2 separate regions of the Sus scrofa genome follow, and region 2 is linked to region 1. The links are chromatin contacts, called in public HiChIP or PLAC-seq maps. All regions are on one chromosome and are shown on one strand. Each heading gives the region's core, a stretch centred on a gene start, on an enhancer-like site or on the middle of the called end of the contact. The rest is flanking DNA. Distances are from core to core; before and after follow the strand shown. Region 1 holds the start of MBTPS2 (membrane-bound transcription factor site-2 protease). Region 2 holds the start of SMS (spermine synthase).

Region 1 (2,935 bases), core at 199-2,698:
GGTTGGGATGAAGAAGGCTTAAGGGAGATTAGCGTGAAGAAACGGGGCCTAGAGTACAAATTAGAATTCGAGTATTCAAAAACTAGCTGTCTAAATCCTTGCTACTTGAGTATGCTATTTTCAAGTATGGTCTGTAGACTAGCAGCATTGATTGCACTTGGGAACTGGTTAGAAATGCGGAATCTTAGGCCCCCTGAATCAGAATGTGCATTTTAACCGGAACCCCAGATGATCGTATGCACTTTAAAATTTGAGGCCAACGATCTAAATCACAACTTGATCTAGATCCATTCTAAAACCAGAGTCTCTGGAGGGTCGTGGCCCTAAAGATAATGAAGGCAAACAATGCCTTTCCCAGGCGGACATTTTACTTTCCTCCCAGGTGCAACGCCGGGGTTTGGCAGGGCCCCGGCCCTCCCTAGCCCACTACCGGCACCTCCCGGGCAGGACCTTAAGGATGTGGGGCCTGCAGCGAGCCGCAATGCGACTGCGGCGGCTGCGCAGGCCGCCACACCCCTCCCAGGACCAGCCGTGCTTTATTTACAACACCGGACCGGGCGCCAAGCGGAAAGCTGCACGTGGGCACCGGCCGCACGCCTTCCAGCCCGGGAGGCACAAGGCAGGGGAAGAGAAAAGGCCTCGGGCCTTGCGCTCCCGCCCTGGGCACCGCGGGCTTGGGCCTTAGGCCCGAGGCCCTCACCTTCAGCACCAAGTCGGTCAGGTAGACGGCAGTCCAGCCGCCCACCACCACCACCACCAGCGATACCGGAATCATGGCAGCGGCGGAGGCAGCGGAGGGAAGGCGAGCGCCGGCGTCCTCCCTGCGAGCGGAAACCAGCCGACCGCGCGGCGCTTACAGCCCCAGCATCTGCGCAGGAACCAAGCTGCCACCGGCTCCTTTCTCGTGGTGGCGTCGTTCCCTTCCGGATCCTTCCGGTGGACACACAGACGGCAGCGGACGCACCGGAAAGGGCGCGGGGGCTTATTTTCGCGTAACACTCACACGCCGAAGTCTAGGCATCAGATCAACCGTAGCTGCCAGCCTGCTGGTGATTTCTTAGGTTTTGGCCCACCCTGCTGTCCACTCTCCGTTCTCTCCGTTTCTGGCCTGGGGTTTGCGGTTCCTTTTAATCTAGTGAGGGTTTGGGGTCATCTGAAGTAGTCATCGTCCCCGCCCCTCAGACCCTGTCATAGGTATCCAGATTTAAGTTAATTATGTTTGTTCGTTCTTTTTAAATTGAAGTGTAATTTACATGTAGCGAAAACATAATACAGATCTCACCTATTTCGATGAGCTTTGGTAACTATATATTTATGCACCTTAATCAAAATAGAGAACATTCCCATCCCAGGAATTTTCTTTGCATCCCTTCCCAGTTAACCCCTGTCTCGCGACCCCAGACCCCCATTCTAATTTTTTAAAATTTTGTGTAAATTAAATCGTGCAGTAAGTACTCAGCAAGTACTCTTTTGTGTCCGACATGTTTCGTTCAACATGATATTTTTGAGTTTTAAATTAGGTTATTTTATCAACCTCTTCCATTATAACATTTTGAGGTTGGTGTTACCGTAAAAAGGAAAAGTTCTAAGTATTTTTATGTTGACATGTACCTGATTATATTGACCTGGAGCAGTGGTTCTGAACCTTGGCTGTAAAGTTAGGATCACCAGGGGGCTTTAAAAATTCCTAAAGCCAGTTCTGTAGCTTTGACCAATTGAATCAAAATCTCAACAGGACCCCAAGCATAAGTATTTTTTAAACTCAAGTCATTCCATTGTGCAGCCAATATTGAGAAAAACTGAACTAGATGATCTCTAATGAGAAGGAAAACTAATATATATGGAGGGTTTTTTTAATACTCTTAATGCCCAAGTCTTTAAAAGTTATTTGTTTTAACTTTTCTGGAAAAGCATCATTAGCAATAGTAATACTAATATCTTAAGAAGTATCACCAATAAATATGCACCCTCAACCTCCTCCAAAATAAAAATATAGTATAATACAAGAAAACTATATTACAGATACTGTTACTAATTTGCCTCATTCTCCCATACTTTTCCTCAAGTTTTTAATAACTTAGCACCATTACCTCTCCAGCTTCAAGAAATTTTGACTCAGTTTTACATCTTCTTGCATACATGTGTGTATGTATGTTATAGAATGTTTTGGTTTATTTTGGACATAACTGGGTATAATTATAAAAGGTTATATTCCAGCACCCTGTGACTCCACAGTTTTCTGTGTACAGGTGTCCCAAAAGTCTCAGTTCAGTTTTAGGTTATGATAATTTCAGAAGTATAAACACCACAAACTTGTAAAAAGCATCACTTGAAAGTTTATTTAAATTTCTTTCACACTTATTTAATTTGGTGATTTTTTTTTTGGCTATGCCCATGGTATGTGGAAGTTCCCAGGCTAGGGATCAAACCCGAACCACAGCAGTGACCTGAGCCACCGCAGTGACAAAACTAGATCCTTAACTTGCTGTGCTGCAAAGGAACTGTGTAATTTGGTAAGCTGCTGAATGATTTTAAAATTCAAATTTTTCAGTCCCCCTAACTGAAAATAGAAAATATTGACTGAAACTTAAAATTGAAATACATTTATTGTTCAAAAATTCCCAAGACCAAAGGAGAATGAAAGAAATTTAAATAATTTTATTTTTCAAGTGATGCTTTGTGTAAATTCACAGTTTGTACTTCTGAAGCAATTAAAGTTTAAAACTGTACTAAGACAATCGGTCCACTATTGTATTTGAACTGACTTTTGTTTGTTTTTACATAATGACTGTAGTTTTTAACACTGTTCTTTCCCAGGATGAGAATATTAAGATTTAAAATGTCTTCTCCGGAGTTCCCGTCATGGCTTAGTGGTCAACGAATCCGACTAGGAACCATGAGGTTGCAGGTTCAACCCCTGGCCTTGCTCAGTGGG
Region 2 (2,935 bases), core at 208-2,707, 100 kb before region 1:
AATAGAGCCAAAGTCACAAGCAGAGCCCATCAAGATAAGATGCAAACCTAGGTCTCGCTTCAAATCCCCAGTCTTTTTTATTTTATTCACCTTATGCCTTCCGAAATCCTTTAAATTGGGGGAGGGGGATGAAAATGCAAAGTGAATACTCCGAAGTTTAAAAAAAAAAACAGGCGCGGGGGCGGAGGGGGGGAACAGAACAGAAAGTGTGAAAGTCATGTTTTTCAACGCTAACAGAAAAGGTGGCTCCAGCCAACTGGAGGAAAGACAGTGAAAGAACCAGACCTGGAAGAAACGCTCCAAGTGGGACGTACGGGAAGCGCAGATTCCAGTCTGCGGCACTCACAGGTTTAAAAGCCACCAGCAAGAGAGACCAACAGTCCCACCCCTCCCCCCGCCCCGTGTTAGACGGTGTTAAACGGACCCAGAAAAAAAAAAAAAAAAAAAACGTGCAAAATACCCTCCTCTCCGCAATTCCTGCAGTCAGTCCGCACTTTCCCAGCCCTCCGTTCGGGTCGGCTCGCAGTCTTCCGAGCCTCTCCGATTCGGAGACTCACAATTCCCGCGCTCGGACCTCACCCCCCCACCCCCAATAATAATATAGTCACCGTTTCCTTTTCCCGTGCCCCCTTCCTTTCCGGGGGTCAGTCTCCTACGCAGTAGGCTAAGAATCCTGCGAGCGCGGCGCGGTCCTGCCCCAGCCCCGGCTCCCACGAGGGAAGCCCCCGCCCCCGCGGGAATTTGCCCGCCTCGGGGAACTGGACAAGGTCCGGCCGGCCGACCCCGCGCACGCCCCTCGCCCCAGTGGGCGCTGCGACCACGAGGAGTCCTCCTCCCCGTGTGTGTCGGGGGGAGGCGTGAGGAGACACCGGCGGCAGCCGCCGAGCCCGCGTGGGGCGCGGGTGGGCGACCCGGGGCCCGGAGGGCTGCTCGGCCCCTCCAGGCCCCGCGCTGCCGCCGGGACGGAGCGCGGCGGGAGCAGGAGTGCGGCCTCCACGCGGGCGCCGGTGCACGCGGCAGCCCGGGAGCCGCCCGCGCCGGGGCCGGGGCCGCGCGGCCGGCCGCATTGTTCGGCCCGCGGCGCGCGCCCCGCCCGGCCCCGCTGGCCCCAAGCCGCCAGGCGGCGGGAGCGACCGGGCAGGTGGCGGGCGCGCGCCCTCACCTTTGGCGCCGAGCATGAAGTCGAGCGTGCTGTGCCGTGCTGCTGCCATAGTGAGGCGAGGCCCTGTGCCATGCCTGGGGGAGGCGGCCGGGGAGACTGGGGGGCCGCGCGGCGTGTCAGGCTGCGGCCGGCGGGGAGTGCGCCGCGCCGGGGAGGCCTAGGCTAGGAGGTGGGAGGGACCGCCGGGAGCCACCCGGGGCGCGGGGGCGGGGTCGGGCCCGCCTCCGGGAGGGAGGAAGCAAGGACGCCCGCAGCCCCGAACTCCGAGCGTCGGGTGTGAGGCCGCGCTAAGGCAATGGTGGAAACGTGGGCGCCGTGCTCCCCGGCGTGCGTCACCAATGGCCGCGCCCCGCGCAGAGGATCGGGCGGGCGCTCCCGCCATCCGTTAGGTCACCTTAGGTTTAAACCGCGCAGCACGACTTCCGGGGGGCCCACCCCCTGCACTTCCCCCAGGCCAGCCCCCGAGCCCAGGCCCCTCCGTTTTCCCGATCAAGCCAAGAAAATAAAATGCTGGGAGCCACCCTGGAGCCTAAAAGTACTGCCGCCTTTTTCTTAACTCTTCAAATACTACAGTTTAATCCTTTAGAATTGTCATTTCCATTATCGTGAGCCCCGGTCGGCATTGCGTTTCGGCACCTTGGGTATTCAAATACGTATGTTTTCGCGAAAAACGGGAATGGGGAAAGCGCAAGGGAGGGGAAGACCATGTTACTGCTGACTTGGGAAATCACCGTTCCTAGAGTTGCTCCTCCGTCACTGATGTCTCCATTCGTGGCAGGGAACTTCCCCCCCCCGTGGGCTTGTCTTTGACTTGAAGGTTATGACTAGGGTTCAAGAAGATGTGCAAAGGAGAGATCATGGGTGTCTGTGCACTAAAGCCTTCCCTTATTACACGACAGTACCCCTGGGCCAATGCCTCCCTCATCCCATCTGCCCTCATGCGCCTCTCTCTGCGTTCCCCAGCTCCGCAGAAATTGCCCTTAATGGCTCGAAAAAATCTAGAGCAGTGAATTCTTGACCCTCCAAAGCGCAGGAGGAACCTAAATACTCATCTTTTCCGCAAACAGTTCCCAATGGCTGTTTTGTTGAGTCCTTCCACCTTTCTACAAGAACTGGGCAATGTCTTCACGACTGTCCTTTAACAGACCATCTTCTTAAGAACTTGCTCCCCTTTGTAGCTCCCACGTTGCTTTTCTCCTGCTCCCAGCCACCTGTTTGTTGCCCTGCATGTTTTCCTTTCTTCCATGCATCCAGGGTTCTCAATTTCCATAGCTATTCTGCCATCTCAGCCTTCTGTCTTGTTCTTCAGATTGCAGCTCCTGACTGCTTCCTGGGATGTTCCTCCAGAGTCCAGTTCCTGGGAACGTGGCTGGTCCTCCTGTGCCACGTTACAAGGGCAGCAGGGCTCTACAGGTCTCCAGTGTGCCTCATCCACTTATTTTTTTAAATTGAACTTGAAGATGTTTACTGCATTCTATTTTTGGTGGAAAGAAACATCACATATGTTCATTTAGCACATACCTGTGAAATATACAACGCAGCATGTAACCTGTGCAGTAGCACCGGGCCTCATACTCAGAAGGGCCCTGCACTTGGTTTACCTCTGTGCTCGAGCTGTCTTGAAATCATTAATGAGACTTTTGAACCAGGGGCCCCGTGTTTTCATTTTGTGCTGGGCCTGCACTTTAAGTAGCCGGGCCTTCTCAGCAGCTTGTGTCCTGCAGGGCAGGTGGCAGTGGCCAGCGCTGGCACCTGCCTTGCTTCTGAAGGTGC

The links. HiChIP or PLAC-seq counts read pairs in DNA pulled down with a chosen protein or histone mark.
Region 2: a contact with region 1 is called in an H3K27ac HiChIP or PLAC-seq map of alveolar macrophages. The contact joins the promoter of SMS here to the promoter of MBTPS2 in region 1. A contact is called at or near these places in 1 of 5 promoter capture datasets (liver), 4 of 47 Hi-C or Micro-C datasets (embryonic fibroblasts, epiblast stem cells, heart right ventricle and 1 more) and 1 of 2 datasets of contacts at active chromatin or transcription factors (alveolar macrophages).

What each region holds. Positions count from the first base shown.
Region 1 is chrX:18,011,873-18,014,807 of Sscrofa11.1, reverse strand. MBTPS2 (membrane-bound transcription factor site-2 protease) reads right to left here and starts at 1,448. Exons shown (of 11, transcript XM_021079698.1): 1 at 701-1,448. The coding sequence starts at 775.
Region 2 is chrX:18,116,854-18,119,788 of Sscrofa11.1, reverse strand. It overlaps SMS (spermine synthase), which reads right to left and starts at 1,457. Exons shown (of 11, transcript XM_021079653.1): 1 at 1,163-1,457. The coding sequence starts at 1,211.